7 separate regions of the Mus musculus genome follow, and all the other regions are linked to region 4. The links are chromatin contacts, called in public Hi-C, HiCAR-type and promoter capture Hi-C maps. All regions are on one chromosome and are shown on one strand. Each heading gives the region's core, a stretch centred on a gene start, on an enhancer-like site or on the middle of the called end of the contact. The rest is flanking DNA. Distances are from core to core; before and after follow the strand shown.

The links. Promoter capture Hi-C pulls out the DNA fragments that hold promoters and counts their contacts. A called contact is a pair of places that touch in the nucleus more often than the background predicts. HiCAR-type assays count read pairs that join an accessible place to other places. Capture Hi-C pulls out chosen DNA fragments and counts their contacts.
Region 1: a promoter capture Hi-C map of pre-B cells shows a contact between it and region 4. The contact joins the promoter of Slc33a1 here to the promoter of Rap2b in region 4. A contact is called at or near these places in 3 of 39 promoter capture datasets (cranial neural crest, embryonic stem cells and pre-B cells), 3 of 484 Hi-C or Micro-C datasets (CD4 T cells, CD8 T cells and uterus) and 5 of 115 datasets of contacts at active chromatin or transcription factors (Th17 cells, astrocytes, double positive thymocytes and 2 more).
Region 2: a HiCAR-type map of astrocytes shows a contact between it and region 4, with 4 times the contacts expected there. The contact joins the promoter of E130311K13Rik here to the promoter of Rap2b in region 4. A contact is called at or near these places in 4 of 39 promoter capture datasets (the 3T3-L1 cell line, hippocampal neurons, liver and 1 more) and 2 of 115 datasets of contacts at active chromatin or transcription factors (astrocytes and stem cell-derived neural progenitor cells).
Region 3: a Hi-C map of rod photoreceptor shows a contact between it and region 4, with 20 times the contacts expected there. The contact joins the promoter of Plch1 here to the promoter of Rap2b in region 4. A contact is called at or near these places in 2 of 39 promoter capture datasets (cranial neural crest and maxillary cranial neural crest), 1 of 484 Hi-C or Micro-C datasets (rod photoreceptor) and 1 of 115 datasets of contacts at active chromatin or transcription factors (astrocytes).
Region 5: a contact with region 4 is called in a promoter capture Hi-C map of pre-B cells, with 2.8 times the contacts expected there. The contact joins the promoter of Serp1 here to the promoter of Rap2b in region 4. A contact is called at or near these places in 1 of 39 promoter capture datasets (pre-B cells), 2 of 484 Hi-C or Micro-C datasets (CD4 T cells and CD8 T cells), 3 of 115 datasets of contacts at active chromatin or transcription factors (astrocytes, large pre-B cells and thymic regulatory T cells) and 1 of 9 other capture datasets (adipose tissue).
Region 6: a contact with region 4 is called in a HiCAR-type map of astrocytes, with 5 times the contacts expected there. The contact joins the promoter of Med12l here to the promoter of Rap2b in region 4. A contact is called at or near these places in 1 of 39 promoter capture datasets (embryonic stem cells), 3 of 484 Hi-C or Micro-C datasets (embryonic stem cells and uterus) and 3 of 115 datasets of contacts at active chromatin or transcription factors (astrocytes, extraembryonic endoderm stem cells and stem cell-derived neural progenitor cells).
Region 7: a contact with region 4 is called in a promoter capture Hi-C map of adipose tissue, with 4 times the contacts expected there. The contact joins the promoter of 4930593A02Rik here to the promoter of Rap2b in region 4. A contact is called at or near these places in 3 of 39 promoter capture datasets (liver and pre-B cells), 4 of 484 Hi-C or Micro-C datasets (CD4 T cells, CD8 T cells, regulatory T cells and 1 more), 2 of 115 datasets of contacts at active chromatin or transcription factors (astrocytes and thymic regulatory T cells) and 1 of 9 other capture datasets (adipose tissue).

Annotation. Positions count from the first base shown.
Region 1 is chr3:63,963,027-63,966,000 of GRCm38.p6, reverse strand. Slc33a1 (solute carrier family 33 (acetyl-CoA transporter), member 1) reads left to right here and starts at 1,268. Exons shown (of 6, transcript NM_015728.5): 1 at 1,268-2,585. The coding sequence starts at 1,811. It also overlaps a transcript of Gmps not described here.
Region 2 is chr3:63,928,177-63,931,061 of GRCm38.p6, reverse strand. It overlaps E130311K13Rik (RIKEN cDNA E130311K13 gene), which reads left to right and starts at 1,590. Exons shown (of 5, transcript NM_177856.5): 1 at 1,590-1,805. The coding sequence starts at 1,692.
Region 3 is chr3:63,898,137-63,900,836 of GRCm38.p6, reverse strand. It overlaps Plch1 (phospholipase C, eta 1), which reads left to right and starts at 1,375. Exons shown (of 24, transcript NM_001370984.1): 1 at 1,375-1,610.
Region 4 is chr3:61,363,116-61,365,936 of GRCm38.p6, reverse strand. Rap2b (RAP2B, member of RAS oncogene family) reads right to left here and starts at 1,430. Exons shown (of 1, transcript NM_028712.4): 1 at 1-1,430. The coding sequence starts at 880. The coding sequence ends at 329.
Region 5 is chr3:58,524,449-58,527,173 of GRCm38.p6, reverse strand. It overlaps Serp1 (stress-associated endoplasmic reticulum protein 1), which reads left to right and starts at 1,290. Exons shown (of 3, transcript NM_030685.3): 1 at 1,290-1,764; 2 at 2,016-2,091. The coding sequence starts at 1,681. Eif2a (eukaryotic translation initiation factor 2A) reads right to left here and starts at 1,353. Exons shown (of 14, transcript NM_001005509.2): 1 at 1,088-1,353. The coding sequence starts at 1,115.
Region 6 is chr3:59,005,713-59,008,455 of GRCm38.p6, reverse strand. Med12l (mediator complex subunit 12-like) reads right to left here and starts at 1,478. Exons shown (of 44, transcript NM_177855.3): 1 at 1,356-1,478. The coding sequence starts at 1,454.
Region 7 is chr3:58,690,913-58,693,839 of GRCm38.p6, reverse strand. It overlaps 4930593A02Rik (RIKEN cDNA 4930593A02 gene), which reads right to left and starts at 1,251. Exons shown (of 9, transcript NR_045167.1): 1 at 1,219-1,251. Siah2 (siah E3 ubiquitin protein ligase 2) reads left to right here and starts at 1,452. Exons shown (of 2, transcript NM_009174.3): 1 at 1,452-2,444. The coding sequence starts at 2,025.

The DNA of each region.
Region 1 (2,974 bases), core at 19-2,518, 2.6 Mb before region 4:
ACTTTTGGTCTCACATAGATAACACTATAAACTGTTTTCCACTCCAATTTTTGAGACAGAGACTTGCTATATATCCATGGATGGCCAGGAACTCGTTTTATAGACTAGTCTGGATTACAAGCATGCACCACCACAACCAACTCTGTTCCTCTCTTTAACAAAGATTAGAAGACTTCATGGTCACTGTGTTCTTTCATTGAAGTATATCAGACTAGGTGTGGTGGCTCATGTATAGAATCCTAGGACTCTAGAAGTTAAGGCAGGAGTATGGCCATAAGTTTGAGACCAGCCTGGGTACATATGCTAGCTTATGTAACCCAGGACTCAGTATCAATACAATGAAAATGAAAGACGAATAATAATAATAATAATAATAATAATAATAAGCAAAGTCTCACATTTCTATGACCATACAAGAGCTGGAGAGAAGGGGGAGGAGAGGAAAAGGAAGGACCCAGGGAGAAATGAGAAGAGAACATGGGAAATTAGCTAAGTGGTTAATAAGCTGTAGAAATCAGAAAAGTGGGAAGGCAGCAAATCCACAAGGGAATTTATGGTTTGTTTTTGTTTTTAATGAAGAAAGCATGTACTATTACACTTGAAATGGCATTTGAAAAACTGGCCAATTATGAATCCAATAAAATTCTTGGAAAACTTATTTCTTTGTTATCACTGAAATACTAAATCTAGTATCTCAACATTTCAAGCTCTAAGAGCTTCCAACGATTCACCAAAACTCGAAGAAGTGCGTCGTTATGCACTTAAAATGCATAACCATGGATGACATGAAAGGAGAAAGGTGGTTTCGAGACGTTTCCATTGGCAAAAAAATAAGATGCAGCAGACTGAAATTTACCTCCTTCACTCTGTGTATCTAGCGTTCCCCTACATTTCTTCCTTGACATTGGGGGAAATGGACAGCCTTATTCGTTCTGTGTATTAGGTAGGAGTGTTTCCATTTAGTCGGGCATAAAGGACCCACAACCTGACACCAAAGCTTAGTAACTGCAGGTTCACAAAGCAGCATTATTACCCAACTACAAGCCTGGAAGTTATGTACTGAATTAAATAAGTACAAACTCGCCTACAGACCTTGTGCAATGTTATCACCAAGGCCTAGGCCAATCCAGAAAACCCGCGCTCACGTGGCGACGAGGGCCCAATGGCCGAGGCACACGAGTTCCATGCAAGCGCATGCGCAAACGGAACCGGGTTTGTTAAGACGTTCCGTCCTGGACGCTCGGTACGCTGGCGTTATTCCTCCCTCGGGGTTAGAATCGAGGGAATTAATGGTTCCTAGCAAACGTTGCTCGCGGTCGCCGCCACCGGAACTTGTTCTGATTCGCTGGCTCCGTCGGGAGGCACGGAACCCATTTTGGCAGGGAACCACTTCCCGAAGCGCGAGGCAGGAAGTTATCCTTTACCTCTGGTGTCTACTGAGGAGGGTGCCCGCTGCAGTGTCAGCTGGTGGACGGGCAAGAGAGCGTTCGAGTCCCCGCTGCAGTTAAGAGCCAGACTCCGTCGCAGCGCCACGGCACGCTCCGCCAGCCTCAAGCCGGGTGCGGCTGCACGGGGAGCTCTTGCCGGCTCCCTGAAGTCGCTCCTGTGGGCAGCGACCCAGGCTTCGCCTGGGCCACCTGCCAGGGATCTGGCTCCCTGCTGCAAAACAGCGACCAGTCTCTCCGCGTCCGCCCTCCCGGCGTTGAACCACCGTGACCCGGGTCCAGAGAGACTGCCTTGGACCTGGGACTAGACTGATCAAAACGCCAGCCTCAGGCCCCCACACACCGGGCTCTGCGTCGTCTCTGATATGTCACCGACCATCTCCCACAAGGACAGCAGTCGGCAGCGGCGGTCAGGCATGTTTAGCCACGCTCTGGATATGAAGAGTGGCCCGCTGCCACCGGGCGGCTGGGATGACAGTCGCCGAGACTCGGTGGGCGGGGAGGGGGACCGGGAAGTTCTTCTAGGTGATGCCGGCCCTGGTGACTTACCTAAAGCCCCGCGGAGCTATAGATCCGAACTAAGTAGCATTTTGTTACTACTCTTTCTTTACGTGCTTCAGGGCATTCCCTTAGGCCTGGCGGGGAGCATCCCCCTCATTTTGCAAAGCAAAAATGTTAGCTATACAGATCAGGCTTTCTTCAGTTTTGTCTTCTGGCCATTCAGTCTTAAGTTGCTCTGGGCTCCCTTGGTTGATGCCGTCTACTTTAAGAACTTTGGTCGTCGCAAGTCCTGGCTTGTCCCTACTCAGTATACACTAGGAATCTTCATGATATATTTATCCACTCAAGTGGACCGTTTGCTCGGAAATATTGATGGCAGAACACCGGATGTAGTTGCTCTCACTGTGACATTCTTCTTGTTTGAATTCCTGGCTGCCACACAGGACATCGCTGTGGATGGTTGGGCATTAACTATGTTATCCCGGGAAAACGTGGGCTATGCTTCGACATGCAATTCTGTGGGCCAAACAGCTGGCTACTTTTTGGGCAATGTTTTATTTTTGGCTCTTGAATCTGCTGACTTTTGTAACAAATACTTGCGGTTTCAGCCTCAACCCAGGGGAATCGTTACCCTTTCAGGTAGTGTACTTAAAACTATTATACTGTTAGGTTTATTTTATGCTTATGAATGCTTTTGATGAAACATCAGATGGGAGCTCTCATTTGTTTGCATACATTTTTTACTTTTAATGATGCACAAGATATTTTACTTCATTTCCCTTTCAAATTAACACAATATTGGATTCCATTATGAGATTTTCATACTTTGCTCACAATCACTTCCATAACACAGCCTTGTTCTCTACATCTACCTCCTAGTCGTCTTCCTTTAAACAGTTCACACACACATTTTTCTTTTCCTTCCAGATTCTTTCTAGAAGAGAAACCATTTGATGTTTGTCCTTCTGCTTGCTTTTGAATTTTTTCTGAATTCTGTTTACAGGATTTTTAAAAGGCTCTATATATCC
Region 2 (2,885 bases), core at 341-2,840, 2.6 Mb before region 4:
TGCGTTTTGATGTCAGTAAATTGAAAGTAAAGGAAAGGGTAAGTATGGGTGAGTGGTGGGAGAAGCCTGCAAAGGCAGCGAGAGGTCCTGAGAAAGATCGACCAAGGGAGGAGAGGAGTGAGGCTAGCACAAAGTGCTGAAAAGACGAGGCCTGGGATACAGACAGACTACAGGGGTTCCGCAGGAAATTAAAGCTAAGATCGGAGCTCACTGCAGTAGTTTTGAGATGAGATTAGTCAGCTTGGTTTTCTAACTTTTCCAAGCAGTTCTTGGAACTCAAGAGGGATATACCCATGATGACTTAGTCCTGTAGATATGAAAGTACAACTAGATACTTCACATCTTTAAGGGACTATTTTCCTATTGTCCATTTACAAAGCTATAGAGATAGAGGAGTAATGTCTTCTTTTCCTCTCTGGTGCTTTTGACATAGGTACCTGTGTGTGCACATCATATAAGCAAGTAATAACAAAGGCCTCACAAGTGAGTGTGATATGCTACTGTCAGTCATAAAACTATGGGGTGTGGAAACACTAATTCACACTGTTATATATTTGATTTCTGTAAGGTAAGTTTTTTTTTTGAATTTTCATTTTTTGTTTTATATTTTTGCAATGCTAGATAGAGATCTAGCCCAGGGCCTCAAGTGTTAGGAAAGTTCTCCTGTAACATTTTAAATATAATGAACCAAACAGAGTTAAACAATAGTCCCAAGACGTCTAATGCTTCTAGTACTAACTGTAGAGTTTGGGAGCGACAAAGGGCACCCTCAGGTGGGGTATTTGGTTTTAAAAACATGTTCACTTGTGGAGTCCTGAGCAACACTGATTCCTTTCAGCAACCAGGTGTGAGAAAGCATGGAACAATGCAGCCAGTGATGCTTCCCAGCACCTGTGTGCAGAGTTTTTACCATGCACCAACAGGTCGGTCGTTAGCCCCTCTGGAGGTCAAGCTGAGGACCACCACAAGTGGGTTGTTAGATTTTCTTACAGGCTCAAAAGCCTCAGAGTAAAACATAATTTTATCAGGTAAGATATTTTAGAATTGCCAGGCACAATGGGAAAGGCCAGATCTCTCTTTGGGCCAAAGTTAAATTTATTACACAATGCACATTTCAGCTTAACAAATAAGTATATCTCCATCTCTCTTTCCTTTATTATTCTTGGCATTAAAAATATTTAGAAAGCCAGGCACACGGAAACACAGCAGAAGCCTCTGTATGGGGGAAGCTAAAGATTAGGACGCTGAGGCCAGCCTTTAGAAACATAAACCCTGTTTCTAAAGAAACAAAGGTTGATGCCATATGTGTTTCTGGGTGTGCTCTCCAGCACCATAAAATATGGCAAGTGGATTTCTGAGTTAGAACTAGCCTGGTCTGCGGAGCTAGTTACAGGATAGCCAGGGCTACACAGAGAAACCTGTCTCAAAAATGTAAAAAACAACAAAATAATAAAAATACAAGCTTATAGAAAAAGTAGCAAGAATAAGAGACTGTGCATATTTACACAGATGTCTTATCTTTTCACGGCATTTTTGTGTTGTTCTGCTGTCCTGGCTGGCTTGGTACCACCAAGGACACGCAGAGACAAGAGTGCAAACGCCCAGAATGGGCGGGGACCCCGGAGCCGTGCAGCGCAGCGACCCCTACCGCCCACCAGGGGGCGCCCGCAAGGCTTGCTGGACGCCGGAACATGGCGCGGCCGCCCGCGAGCCTCGGGTCGCAGGCGCCGGACCGCGACCGAGGGGAGGCCAACGTGGTGACACGGGTGTCGCAATGGGCAGACAACCATCTGCGCCTTGTCCAGGTGCCACAGCCCGGCGGGGTGGGCTAGCCTGAGCGGAGTGATCGCGGCAGGCCTGGAAGAGGACCCGCAGGGGCGGAAAGACAGCCGGGCCACAGGGGAAATGGCCAGGGAGGCGACATCGCCTCATTTGCCCTCCTGGCGGCGGCGGTGGTCAGGCCTGGAGGCTGGCGCAGGGCTGGGGACACCACAGGGCTGGCCCAAGAGTAGCTCCTCATTCAGTATGGCGGGCTGGATACCCAGGAAGAGCAGAGAAGCCCGAGAGGCCTTAACAGAGCAGAGCCAGGATGGGTTTTTCCAGGGCTGGGGTTCGAACTTTGGTAAGCATTGTAGTGCTTACCACTGAACTGTATCCCCAGTTGTTTTGGTTTTGGGTTTTGGGGTTGTTTTTTTTTTTTTTTTGGTTTTTTTTTTTTTTTGTTTGTTTGTTTGTTTTTTTGGTTTTTTGAGACAGGGTTTCTCTGTATAGCCCTGGCTGTCCTGGAACTCACTTTGTAGACCAGTCTGGTCTCGAACTCAGAAAGAAATCCGCCTGCCTCTCGTGTTTTCTTTTTAAGTGAAACAAGAGAAGACACTGAAATTCAATCATAGAAGAGACACTTAGACAGCCAGTCTACTACCAGATAAAGGACTGCTAAAGTCCCTGTGGTGGTGGTGGTTCCTGTCATGGAGCAGTCGTAGTAAATGATTTACTGGGAAAAGCTGTAGAGCCCTTGGACATTAAAATTTGGAGACTGATCTTGAAGACAGCCCATTAGACTTTAAAGTACAGTTGTAGGCTTGAGGCAACAGTGTTCAATGGGAAATCAGAACTGGACGTAAAGCTGAGTGAGAGTGAGCTGCATAAACCTGGTGGAGTGGGTAAAGCCCTAGTCTTGACAGACATCTTGAAACAACGTCAGAAAGGTACAGAAAACGGTCTAGAAATGAGGCCTAGGGGATTCTCTGGGGAGGGAAGGTAGCAGAAGCAAAATCTGAGGCAAACAGGGAGACAGATGATTAGGAAAATGAGTAGCCAAAAGCCAGGACAACGTATTTGGAAGGAACAACAACTTTTTTGTTTGTTTGTTTTGAGACAGAGTT
Region 3 (2,700 bases), core at 126-2,625, 2.5 Mb before region 4:
GGGTAAAGAAAAAAAGGGGGAGAGGACAAAGGAAGAAAGAAAAATTAGGAAATTAAATATTTTTCCTTATGAAGCCAAAAGACCTTGCAATTCCTTTTCTAAATTGAATTCTTCCTTGTAGTCTGTAACTAGTCTGGTTGCTTTTTTCTTTCTTTTTTTTCCAAGCGTCCAGGATAGCTTTCAGGATAAAGTTTCTTTTTGCCCATGATGCTTTGCCGTCACATTGTAATTGCCTCTGTTGAACTGAATAATACAAATGGGTTGTTTCTATGGTATCGGCTAGGCTAAGACGGATGAAAAGGTGAAATACTATATCTTGTGCTGAGAGGTCACTGAGCATCCCTCCTCCCACTCCCCCACTGTCAGTCAAAGAGGACTAGTGATCTCTCCAGCCTCAGACTCTCCTTTATTACTTCCTGAACAAATTCACTCATGGAAGAAAAAAAGACTTTTGTTTATGTTGTCACCAGGCCCAGACAACCCCTGCTAATTCCATGTTGCCATGCCAGAGCTCCTGACTTTCTTACTGGAGGGAAGTTTTACTTTGAATGGTACACGGAGGGTCTTGTCCTCAGTTCCTCCCAGTTAGGCTTTGAACTAACAATAGGACAGGTTGAATCAAGACTGATAAAAGCCAAGTCCTGGAATCTTGAAGCCGGATCACTCCGCAGCACGCTATTCCCTTTCTACTGTTAGTGCGCTCAGATCTCATCTTTACTCAGCTTTTGAACACTTGCTGGGTGCAAACGTTCCGCTGCCGCCTGTGTGCTCTTTAACAGCACATTAGCTTTTCCAGCCCGCTAGCGGGTGAACTGACAATTAACTGGCTTGTTAATTAATGCCAACGAGTGATATTTGGAAGAGACTGAGGGATAACAAAGCATCCTATAACCTGCACTCCCTGTTCCTCAATTTGATTTTACTCAAAATGGATAGTTGAAAATAACAGATGCTATATTTATTGGAAAGGGAGAAGGGGGGAGGGGGAAGGGGGAGGAAAGAAAGGATTAGTCGTTTGGTGTTTTATTTTTGAAGCGGTTCAAACTCTTGTAAGAACATTGCACAGTTCGCTTCCCCTGAACTCTCCAACTTTGTTCCAGCAGCGTCTTTAACCCGCTAGCCACCTAAACTGAAAATCTATCAGAGGTGTCCCTGGTCTTGGAATTCTTTGAAATTTGCTGCGAGGGAGGACAGAAGAAGATCTTTATTCCCAGGGGTTCTGGCCTATGCCTAGCAGTAGCATCTTCATAAGGGGTCCACGTCCAGTTCTTGGCTCCTGTTCCTCGATGGCGCTCCAGTCCACTCGCGCGCGCTCCAGTTCCGGATTTGCCCTGAGCTGAGGGTTAAGAGGGAGGGTGCTCCAATGTGAGCATGAGGATTTGAATGAGAAAGCAGGTTGTGGCGGCAGCGCTGGTCTTTACTTGGAGCTCCTCTGTTGGTTCTGTTGGCTGGTGTGTAGTGGTGCCCATCTTGGGCTGGGGGGCTGTTTTGGAGGAATTGGGGTTGGAGTCACACCGGGACACTAGCAGATCACTCCAGCATTTGGGAGGTTGAGCCGGTTACAAAAACTCCGAGGATCCTTCATCAGCGGGATACTCAGAGCTGAGCAGGTCAGTGCTTTGGAGGGGGTGGGGGTGGGGGACAGGGAGAGGGCCGGGAGCAGGAAGAGGAGCACCGGACTGCCTCTCCAGCGTTGCGCGAGCAGGTGCTCGAATTCTTTCTGGGCAATCTCAGCCGCGAGCACCGGGTTGTGGTGTGTGCCAGGGTGCCTCGGCCCAGGAACTGGACCACAGTAGCTCGTGAGCTCCTAATGGAGCGCGTGGGCTTTTGTGCCTGAGCAAGACCTTCCCTGCCCTGGTTGGTGGCAGAGGTCCAGCCACCGGGAGGGTCCCGCATCGCGGCGGAATGATCCCACAAGACCTCCCCTGGCTCTGGCCGCCTGGAAAGCAGTTCTGCGGTCCCAGAAGCGCGCCCTTAGTTGCCGGTGCGAGTCTTACTGTTCAAAAAGCTCCGGGCATTAGGTGCGAGAAGGATTTACTCCAACTGCCCTTTCCTAGCGACAAATCATGGGTTACCGAAGCGACGCCCGGGCTGTGAAGGTGTTCTCTGCGCCTGCGCGGGATACCATGGCAACAGTACCGGGTCGGAGACGCCACTTGAAGAGCAGAGCTGTTTTGCTTTGCTTCACTGTGGAGCCCAAGTCTTTCTCTAGACTTTTTGTTTGTTTGTTTGTTTGTAGCTTGGAATCAACTTACGATCTCATTTTTGTTTTTTAAGAGTTTAGCATTGAAGTGATAGCCAGAGGTATGAAATAAAAAATATATAACTTTTTTCTCTCTTCTGTCATCATTTTGATCATGGTAGAAAAATAATGCTGAGAAACTGCTCATTGGAGCATTCAAGTTACCTCCTTTTATCCTGTGAAAAGGAAGATATGAATAAGACTTTATTTCCTGGTGCGGCTTTTTTAAACAATTGTATTAAGCTTGGGTTTCCACAGTGTGCAGACGACATCGTAGCTCCTGTGTACTCTGCATACAACCTGTTTATAACGTACAGAACCTGATGCTCTCCAAATGAACTAGTGTGTTAAATGCCGGTGAAGGGAAGCAAAGGTTCTCTCTGTCAACAGAGACGTTGCTTTTTAAGATGTGGGTTGCTTACTGCTGGCATTATGATCTTGTTCAGAAAATGAATGTT
Region 4 (2,821 bases), core at 181-2,680:
TGCTTGCCGGTGTCAAGCAGCCAATACAGAGCCTTAATGGCTATTTAAACGGGGAAATATGCATGAACCAAAATCAACGAGGAACGTACACGCTGTATAGAGCCATTTTTCCACCGGGGTCTCAGATGCTCTGCAACGTACACCCTCTCAGACCCTGGCTGAAGGCTGGGGATGCTGGCTACACAAGTCAGCCAGGTTCCTCGGACATCCCAGCCAAGACAACAAAGTCGTCTCCAATCTCAAAGCAAGAAGACAATCACATTAAGAGAATCGGGTGCGTTTGGCTTTGTGCACAGAGCGTGGCCAGCGCCCGGCGGCAGACGGCGCCTCACAGGATCACGCAGGCCGAGCAGCAGCCCTCGTCGCCGTTGGGCTGTGCCGCGTAGTTCATCTGCCTCACGATCTCTGCGAATAGCTCATCCACTGAGGCTTTGTTTTTGGCCGATGTCTCCATGAAGGGGCAGCTCCACTCCTCGGCCAGGGCCTTACCCTCGCCATAGGAGACCTCACGTTCACCCTCCAAGTCCACCTTGTTGCCTACCAGGATCATGGGTACGCGCTCGTACCGCTTCACGCGGATGATCTGGTCCCGCATGGGCTTGATGTCCTGGAAGCTCTGCTGGTTGACCAGGCTGTAGACGAGAATGAAGCCCTGGCCATTCTTGATGTACAGGTCCCGCATTGAGGCGAACTGCTCCGTGCCCGCGGTGTCCAAGATCTCCAGCACCGACGGCGACGAGTCCACCTCGATCTCCTTGCGGTAAAAGTCCTCGATGGTCGGGTCGTACTTCTCGATGAAGGAACCTGTTACGAACTGCACGGTGAGCGCGGACTTGCCCACGCCGCCCGAGCCCAGTACCACCACTTTGTACTCTCTCATGGCTCCGTCGGCGCCCTCGTCGCGCCTGCCGCGGCCCCGTCGGGGCTGCGCGCCGGGGAAGGCTGGGCTGGGCGGACGGGTGGACTTCTCCCCTTCCTCAACTTCGCAGGAAAAACCCCGGCGAGACTAGCCCGGTAGCACGGGCTCGCCAACAGACTAGCAGAGCCCCGCGCCAGGCCGACCGGCAGCGGGGGCGCGTCCCTAGGGCGCGGGTCCCGGGCCCCGCAGCAGCCCTGTCGGAGGACCCTGAGGACAATGCGCGCAGCCGGAGCAAGACAACGGCTGGAGCTCTTCGCCCCGGCAGCCTGGGAGGGCCGGGAGGAGGTGGCGGCTGGTTGCAGAGGCGGCTGCTAATTGGGCGTCCGGCTGAGACACGCGTGGCATGAGTCCCCGCGGAACGTGCGTCCAGCTCCGCGACCCATCACTCTCTCTCCTCTGTCTCCCGCAGCCTCCGCTGGGCGAGGGCTTCCTACTCGCCGCGCGCAGCCCAGCCCTCCCCGCCCAGCCGAGCATGCCCAGTACGTCGCCCGCGGTGCCCCGCCCGAACTCCGCTCCAGCTTTTCCGCCGCATCGGGAGGGGGCGTGACAGAGGGTGTGGCAAACAGGGGCTGGGCGGGGCAGGGCGGGGCGGCGCGAATCTTGGAACTGGGCAGTCTTGCTTGTGTGTGCTTGTAAGTGGAAAGCTCGCCAAACCGAAGTCACCTCGGTCGGGGCTGTGCGGCTGCCGGCCTCCTATGGGGACAGCAGGCAGCAGCTGGCTGCGACCTCTTCGTCGGCTTGCGCTGTTAAAGGATAGACACTTGTCCCCGAACTCAGGCTGCTGCGCGCCTCTCAGGATCGTACACTTGCAGGGCATTTTTCAGGCCCCGGAAGGTAGCAGAGGTTCGTGCTCCCACTTGGCCCGGTGTTCCTCAGTTTCCCACGAAGAACTCGACCTGAGTCCCTGTCCGGACAAGGAGTTAGGGCTGGGAATCTGTGGAGAGCTGCAGCCTTCAGGGCAAGAGTTGCGGGGTCATCCTACGTCTCCCCCCTCCCCAACACCCCTTTGGTTAGAGCCAAAATATGGCTTGTGGATCGAGCCCCGTGGCTCCCGCACCGAGTCAGGGCATGCTCAGTCGGAGGAGCAGGTTTGGGGCTTGCAAGTAGGAAGGTTTCGCACCGCACACCCACACGCCAGCTCAAATTACCTCTCCCAGACTCCCAACTCATTGGCCCCAGGATGTGAGTCTCACACCCCCAAATGTTTTTCCATTGGCTGTTGCTGAGGTTTTGTCGCTTTAGACAGCTTCATTGGCTGCAAAGTCGCCTCCGCTCAGGATTGGTTATTTATAGAGATTGAGTGGAGAGGCGGAGGCCCAGCTGTTCCTTCTCCACTGCTCCCCGCCCCCTTCCACCCACTGCCCGGGCCTGTGCATCTGAAGCTGAGAGGGGAAAAGAAGGAATTTAGGTGGAGTGCTCCAAACTAAATATAGTCCTTTGTTGGTGTTCAGGAGGGAGTCTGACTTCTTTAAGCCCAGTCACGACCGTCCCTTAAAGAGAGCAACTAGAGCTCATTGCTGCTCCCCGTCTTTAAGAAACCCTGAAGTTCCTAACTTGATCTTAGCAGGAAGAAGGCTGGGATGAGCAATGAGCCACCGCAAGTTCGTGGCATCAGGGGAGGTGGGGCTGCCCGGGCTTGCCTCTTCCCAAAGCTCTGTTTGGTGGGGAGGGCAGTCTCAAGACTTGGCTCCGCTCAGTTGCACGGCGATGTGAGGTGACGCCTGGACTTGTCCCGAGTCTCTCTAGATCCTTGCTAGGAGAGATGTCGAGACCTGTCTGTGTACTGCACTGGCAGCGGGAGCCCGGGGGCACAGAGGGGTGGGGATCGGCTTTGTGTCGAGTCAACCAGGGTTAAGTAGCCAGGCTTGCTATCCCCCTGCCACTAGCCTCTGCTTTAAACGT
Region 5 (2,725 bases), core at 41-2,540, 2.8 Mb after region 4:
ACTCATCTAAGGTGAGGCTCACAACTCTAACTCCAGCCCCAGGGAAGCCCACACCCTCTTCTGGGCCTCTTAAGGCCTGTACTCCTGTGCACACGCTCAGATACAGACGCATAAATAAATAAATAAATAATCTAAACAAAAGAAAACAATCTCAACTATCTGGCAGTGTTTAGAAGATTGCAACTAGCACCTCATAACTATCTGGCGAATAAATTATGATAGTCTATCTGAACAGGATAAGCATGGCTCTTAAAAATGTATATTCCTAGACTGGCAGAAGTATAAAAGCTTTGCCGTGTCTCAGGAGGACATAACTTCCAATTCTCAAAAATAAGACATTCGTCCTAATGATGCTATCTTTCTTCTTACATTGTTATCAACGATTTTTTTCTTTCCCACTTCTTTTCTACTTGAATCTTTTGTTTATTCAAACTTACATACCCAAGCCATAACATAGTATAGCACCTTTCCCAGTGTTGTCCAAGTTTGTTGTTGTTGTTTAAGCACCACAATATGTGTCAGCTTTAAATTCCTAGCGTCTTCTCATGTTCTACTTCTTAAATACTGTCTCACAGCTGTTTCAATCGAAAACATTAGACTATCATTATCCTGCTCACTGTCGCCACCTTAAGCCACATCTTCAGCATGAAACCTAACCTACACTAGCAATGTCTTGCTCCCTATCAACTCCCACAAACCTCATAACAATAAGGGAGCATATAATTTTTAATAATACTTAAGTTCAGATGAATTCGGTGTGAAGAGTCTTGTTTCTTCTATTAAGAAGGGTCCAAGCAACACCCGGCATTGCAGACCACAGGTCACACATCAAACTAATACTTTCTGTTACCTGTCTATTCCTATGGAAGATGAAGAACGATGGATGGATAACTGGGAGGAGGGACTACTGGGGACGGAGACTTCACTTCCCATTGGGATGCTATTACCAAATAAACTAAAAGACAGTTTGGTCCTTCCAGGAGGAAAGGCAAGACGGACTTCCAAGGCTTGCTAAGGAATTCTCCAGCGCGAAGACACAGAAAGAAATCACCGTAAAGGAAGAGTCTCTCGCTCTTTTGGAACTCACCTGTCAACAGCGGTGTGGACGGCGCCATCTTGTCCCGGAAAGAGAAACCCACGCGCTGGGGTGAGAGTTCAAGAAAGGCCGAACCCGGCCTCTACACGTCTCCCCAAGCGCAAAGTCTGCGAGTCGGTGTTTCCGGCGCCGCCAGCCTCGGGGCCAATCCACGTCTGGTTCCCGAGCGCGCACGCGCAGCTCTGGCTCCTCGTTTTCCGGAGCGGGGAAGAGCCTGGCTGCGGTGGCGGCCGGCGCTCGCCCTCCCTCTCCGGAGCGGGCGGAGTCCACACTTCCGCGGGGCGGGGTCTGCCCAGTGCTGACGTTGGCAGCCGAACCCGAACTAGTTCGAGGTTGCCGGTTGCACTGTCCGGTGGTTGGACTCTTGCCTCTCGGCCCTGCGGCCCGCTCTCCCCGGCACGCCGCCCCAAAGGCTGCTCAGACCGCCGCGATCGGCGGCTGCCGGTGTTCCAGCGCTCCGCGTCCCGGCCCAGTGGCTGTAGACGGCGTAGGCACCGCGATCAGAGCCGAGCCTCCCTCCCGGTGGCCCGGGACCGGCGAGCGAGCGAGTCCGAGAGGTTCTTGGGGCAGGTGGCGCTGCGAAAATGGTCGCCAAGCAGAGGATCCGTATGGCCAACGAGAAGCACAGCAAGAACATAACTCAGCGCGGCAACGTCGCTAAGACCTCGGTAAGGGAAAGTGGGCACCCCGCTCCATGTCGTGGCCGGGAGCCGAGGCCCGCGCCCCGCGCCCGGCCGGGGCCGCGGCGAGTTCTCCCCAGACCCGCCTGACTCCGGACTCCCGCTGCGGTGGAATCTGGGGTGGGGGGAGAGATCTGTGAGTCGGCCGGCCGGCCACCTGGCCTGGGGTGCAGGCCTTGGGAGCCCGGGATCCGAGAGTGCTTTCTCTGCATTTGAAACCGGGTTTTTTCTTTTTGCAGAGAAATGCCCCCGAAGAAAAGGCGTCGGTAGGACCCTGGTTATTGGCCCTCTTCATTTTTGTTGTCTGTGGCTCTGGTAAGTGTTTGGGGGGCTCTCGCGGTTTGGAATGACGTGGATGAGTGGCGAGTCCTACCTACCCGCGTGGTTCTCAACCCACCTGCTAAGAGAATTGTTTCTAGTGAACTGGATAACTTGTACCACAGAGGGTGGTGCCCCAGAAATTTCTCTTACCTTGATTTATGCTCATTGAAGATCAAAAAGAGAGAGAGAGAGAAATTAGATCTTCCTAATGATCCCTTAGAAGAAATTAAGCACCAAATATCTCTGATTTGCATTGTAACTTTATTATCGATAGTGTTGCAAAAAACTTAGCGAACATCGTGAACATCTGGATACTAGAACAGGACTGAACGATACCAGTACCTAAGGTCTCTATGTCAAAAACTAAGTATATAAAGTAAGGGTAGTACAAAGAATTGATTTTCTGTAGAGGAAACATACCTGCTGGGATATTTAATGTATGAGACAAGTGTTTTCAGGTAAGATTAGTTATTAAGACAGCCTGGTTTTAAGATGATAGACTCTTGCCCCTGCGGATGGATGTATTACAGACTGTCCTCCTGCTCTGCCTGCTGCTTTAATAGACAAGCTGCTGTTATTGAGACAGATGCTTTTATTTGCCGCATTCTACAGTTCCTGAGATTTTCAT
Region 6 (2,743 bases), core at 229-2,728, 2.4 Mb after region 4:
TGAGGCACTAATTATAAGATGAGAAAAGTTAAGAAACGAATGTCCCTATCCCTGCCAAAACTTTTAAAATCACCTTTCTTTACACTTGGTCTTTAGAGTCTCTCTTCTTTCCAGACCTTAGGAGCTGCATAAGCACATGCTGCCCACCTGTAAACTTCCCAGCCATCTTCAATCGACTTCCCTGACCCTCAAACTCAATGGGAGAAGGCCAAAAGGAATTGCTCGTGATGATTTCTCAGACACATTATTAGCCAGTCTGGGCTGAGCCTCTACTAAAGAGACGGATACATTTATCAAAATAGAAGCCTGAAAGAACTCTGACTTGCAAAGTCCTCTTGTGAAATCAGGGGACACGCAAACTTTTATAGACTTTCCAGGCTCACGGGAAGACTAGAATACATGGCAGTTTCATGCTTAACTATAGAAAAGAGAAGATGGGTGGGCTGTAGCTGGCAAAGTCTCAAAGGACAGCTGGGGAGCAGGGGAACCAAAAAAGAGAAGATAGGCAAGTCTCTGGGCAAATTGTATAGCCAAGGGCGATCATTATTATGGCTGGAGAGTTGTTACATAATTACTTTTTAACTCCTGACACATACCTACATAGCTTACAATAACCACTGAAGCTACTGTATGTGCAACAGCCAAGGTTTCTCCATTTAATTTCATTCAAAGAAAATAAGTAATCTGGAAGCTATTCCTTTCTAAGATAACTTGTCTGCTTTTACACATACAAAACAGCCTCCGGGAAAGCCAATTTGTCTCTCTAGAAACAAAATTCGGTGTTTCTCTTCAATATTGTTTTCTTAAATTTTTTTTAAAGGCGAGAGATACAGAGGTACATTCACCGAGCCAAATATATGATCACCTCGCTAAAAAACGACTTCCATTCCAAAGTGGAGGATGTGATAAGGGTCCCTCCCCCATCCGTACCCATACCGCTGGCGCAAAACGCAAGACCACAGTGTCCGATGTACTGCATTCCAGCATTTGTCAAAAAGTTTACGAGGATTTATCGAAGCGACGGAGTAAAAAACAATAAAACAAGCAAAAACGGAGGAAAGCGAGCAAGAAGATGCTAGCGAGGTAGAAGCGGTAAAGCGCCCAGCGGCGCAGTGCAAGGCCCGACAACCGGGAAGCGACCCAGCCCCCCGCAGAGCGATCGCCCAGCGGAGCGCGGGGGTTGGCAGGCTCCGGGTCTCAGTAGCTCAGGGTCCCTGATACCCTAACCCGGGCCCCGCCTCCGATCCCCTCCCCAGCCCTTCCCCCGCAGCGCCGGGGACGCCCGCCGGGCCAGCTTGGCCCCGGGTCAGCGCTGCGGAGCGCCGCACAACCGCGGAGGCCGCCGGCGCCCTTACCTCCTTCTGCTTAGGGTCCTGCGGGTAGACGTCGGGCGGCCCGAGCCGCGGGCGCTTCAGCGGTCTCTGCTCATAGCTGAGAAGCCCGAAGGCGGCCATGATCTCTCATGTTAACCGGCGAAATGAATGAGAGTTGGAGCTGGAGCTGGAGCAGCCGCCTCTGAGCACCAGGGAGCAGCACTTTGCAGACAGACTCCCTCTTCCCTCCACTCTGGCTCGCCGTGGCGCTGCAGGCAGGAGAAAAAGCAGGTTGGAGACGGCCGCTGCCCGCGCGCAGACGCGCTCAGGGGGGCCGCCTTCGTGGGCACCCCGCTGCGCCGAGCCCCGGGACGCCTGCTCCGCGGGCGGCGGCGGCGGCGCCCGGGCTGGAGGTCGGCCAGGGTCCGCCGCGGCCACGGCCTCCCGCCACCCCCACTCGGTCCCCAGGGGGAGGAGCAGATGATGGGAACGTGTGACTTTCTTCACCAATGAACCCAAACCCACCCAGAGGGGCCCAGGCTGGGGTGGGGGAGGGGCATAAAGGGGGAAAAAACTTTTCTTGGCGCCTAGGCGGGAGGCTCGGTGCCCGCCGAGAGCTAGGCGTCCTCGGGCACGCGAGGTGCTGCGCAGCGGCCCGCGCCCACTTCCTGGCTCGCCATGCCCGGCGCTCGCAGCTTTGCACTCGGAGGACCCGCCGCCCGGGCACGGAACCGCGGACGCGGAGGGAGAGAGGCCGCGAGAGGCGAGGATGCGGACGCCGAGCGAGGCCGGTGCCTCCGGGTTCAGCCAGTGCACGAGCTGCGCGGGTCCCCTCGGCGGCGCCGGGGCGCTTTGCTGGCTGCCGGCTGCAGCGGCCGCGGCGGCTGGAGGGGGCCGCGCTCGCTGTGGCGCGGGGCCGACTTAACCCTTTGCTGGCCCTCCCGGGGCTGGGGAGGGGGTGAGCAGAGGTGGCCGCGAGCACCGACGGACACATCGGGAGCACGGGCGACTGGGCTCCCCGGGCCACCCCTAGACGTCGCGCGCCCTGATCCCCACCCCCAACAGTTTACCTGTTGGTCCCTAGCTAGCGGCTAGGCAGGGGCGGGCAGCCGGGACGCCCTGGCGGCCGCAGCCTCCATCGCTCCGTTAGGGTTGGGGAATTGGATTTGACGTTGCGAGGTGTCTGGCTCGCCAGACTGCGGACGCCGCGAAGTTTGCGGCTGCCTGGGGGCGTCGCTCGCTGTCGCCAGCGTTCTCGCCCCCACGGCCCGGGAGCGCGAGCTCCCGAGTTGGCGGACGGCGGCGCGGCGGCCGCACTGAGCATGCCCAGCTTGGCGGCCGGACCGCGGAGGAGTTGGCTGCGAGCGCCTCGAGCGCTCCCATCTGCCTCTCCGGGTTTTCGCAGCCGCAGAGCGCGCATTCCACGGGCC
Region 7 (2,927 bases), core at 2-2,501, 2.7 Mb after region 4:
TGTTTTTTTTTCTTTGAGCAGATTCTATTCATTGACTCTAATAATAAATATTCACTGTTATTTTTAAACTACGGCTATCATTTACAAGGTGGCTATGATGGATGAGGTTCTACAAGAATGGCACAGAGAAACTCAAATTGTTTAAATTCACTTTTACAGAGTAGGAGACTGGAGCCAGGAAGGTGGCTCAGGAGGGTAGTGGTGCCTGCATCAAGCCTGCCAACTTGAGAAAGTCGACTCCCACAAACCTGTCCTCTGACCTCCACGTGTGCACACAAGACAGTCACAAACTAAGTCAGGATATTAAAAAGAATTTCGCTCGAAGTCACAGGGCACTATTTTACCCTATCCTGACTAATCTCTGTTTTCCTACAAAGAGTATCAATACTAGCTTTTTCCAATTCCAGTGTCATCAGTTCAGGCATAAAACGCTTGCCATAGCAATTGTGTGCAGGGTATGTCCATTATACGGTTCACTCCAAACTCTCAGGCGCTCTCTAATTCTGGGGTTCTGAATGGTGAAGAGTACCTGGAAATAAGTTTTACTGAGACTAGGGGAACCCTCGGAGAGTTCTCTTATTGCTAGACCGGAAGGTAGGCTGTAGATGTCCCCTGTCCCACCCCCACCACACTTAAGGTTTATTTTTATTTATGGGCATGTGTGTATATAATGTGTACTGGTACCAAATGGTATCAGATCCCCTGGAGCTGGGGTTACAGGCAGTTGTGGGTGCTGGGGACCAAAGTCTGGTCCTCTAAGAGTAGTATGTTGAGGCGTCCCTCCAGCTCCCGTGGGTGCCTTTTACACCTCTAAGATGGGGATCTTAGAGACTTTCCATATGTCGGGTGTACAAAGACAACTCAGGAAGAATCCAGCACCAATCCTGTCAAGCTGAGGGTTGGTAAGGGGTAGGTTGACCTCACCCATTTCCTTCTTCCCAAAGCCCCAGGTAAGTAAGCTAAAAGCCTAAGGTTTGGACCAGGACTAGACGTTAAGGACTCAGGCACCAGAGGGTCTCCTGTCATTTGGGGCCTCACAAACCCAACCCACGTGTATGGTATTCCTTGGAGGTTTTAATTCTCCATCGAGTCAGAGTTGTCAAAGAGGTTCAGGTTCTCTCAATCAGAGGCGGCCAATTCCAAGAAGCTTTCGCCAGTGGGCTTTCGAAGGAAAACCTAGCGTTAAGGTCCCAACCACTGAAGAGCCCACCCTCGTACCTAACTGCCGGGCCACACCCGAGGCCTTCGCGCGGCTCCCGCCCGACTCCGGGTCCCGCCCCCGCGTGTCAAGCTACCGGCCGAGTAGCCTGATCGCCAGCTGCTCCAGCGCGTCAATGGCTAAAAGAAACGTGGGATTCCGAGCCCCGCCCCCCGCCCCGCCCAGCCCCGCCCCGCCCCCGGCGCACTCGCGCGCCCTCCACGCCCACGCCGGGCCAGCAGTTGCCCTTCTAGCTGGAGTCGGTGCGGGTCGGCGTAGGTCCCCTGGGAAGGGTCGGGAGACTCGGGCTACGTCCTTTCCCTGGGCTGCCGGCTTCCACTGTCGCAGAGAAGCGACCCCACGCGGCGGCGATCGACTCATTCAAGGGCTCCCAGCGAGGAAACCGCTCGGGCGCTGCCAGCTGGGTCGGGCGGAGCTGCGCGGGCCGCAGGGTGGCTCTGCCAGTCCCTGAGTGCCGGGTCGGCCGCACACGTGTCTTAGCGTCACGTCCGCGCGCGCCCCCGGGGCTTGCGTCAGCTGCCGCTCCTGAAGCGAGTGGGCCAGGGCTCTGCGCACCAGAACGCCGCCGGAGGAGGGCACCGCACGGCCGCGAGCCCCGAGAGCGACGACCATCCGGGTGCCGCCGAGAGGATCGGCGCGGTCCGGTCCCCGCCCTCCCGGTGCCGGTCGGGTCCGCGCTGGGTCCCCCGGGCTGGGCGCCGTGGCGTTGCCCCGGAGCCCGCCACCCGCGGGGCGCGCACCGCCTTAACCCGGGCGGCCCCGCGGCAGGCAGACGCCCGCAGGTCCATGGTGGGCTCGGAGCGCGATGAGCCGCCCGTCCTCCACCGGCCCCAGCGCTAACAAACCCTGCAGCAAGCAGCCGCCGCCGCCTCAGACCCCGCACGCCCCGTCCCCGGCTGCGCCCCCGGCCGCCGCCACCATCTCGGCAGCGGGCCCCGGCTCGTCCGCGGTGCCCGCCGCGGCAGCGGTGATCTCAGGCCCCGGAGCCGGCGGCGGGGCCGACCCGGTGTCCCCGCAGCACCACGAGCTGACCTCGCTCTTCGAGTGCCCGGTCTGCTTTGACTATGTCCTGCCCCCCATTCTGCAGTGCCAGGCCGGGCACCTGGTGTGTAACCAATGCCGCCAGAAGTTAAGCTGCTGCCCGACGTGCAGGGGCGCCCTAACGCCCAGCATCAGGAACCTGGCTATGGAGAAGGTCGCCTCGGCAGTTCTGTTTCCCTGTAAGGTAAGTCCAGCCACCATCCGCAGATCTGCCAAGGAACCTTCCAGAGTTCCGGTGCCCTCCAGCGCACTTGAAGGCCCTAAGAGGCGAATGGCATTTCACTGTTTCCATCTGTCTGTCTGTCTTTCTCCTCTCCTCTCTCTCTCTCTCTCTCTCTCTCTCTCTCTCTGTCTGTCTCTCTCTCTCTCCTCCCTCTCTCTCTCTCTCTCTCTCTCTCTCTCTCTCTCTCTCTCTCTCTCTCTCTCTCTCTCTCTCTCTCTCTCTCTGGCGCACTCTCTCTGTCTCCGGTGTGTACGTGTGTGTACCTTGTCTATTGTTTCCAGGCCAACCTGTCCATTTTGGGAACTAGCAACTAGGGTTGACGTTTGCCGGAGCACTGACTGTAGATAAGTTGGCACTTGATGACGGTTTAGAAGCATCCCAGCTCTCCCAGCCAAGTGCCGCCGCGTCCACCGCAGGGGTGTGCTCTATAAAGCCTGGGCAGCT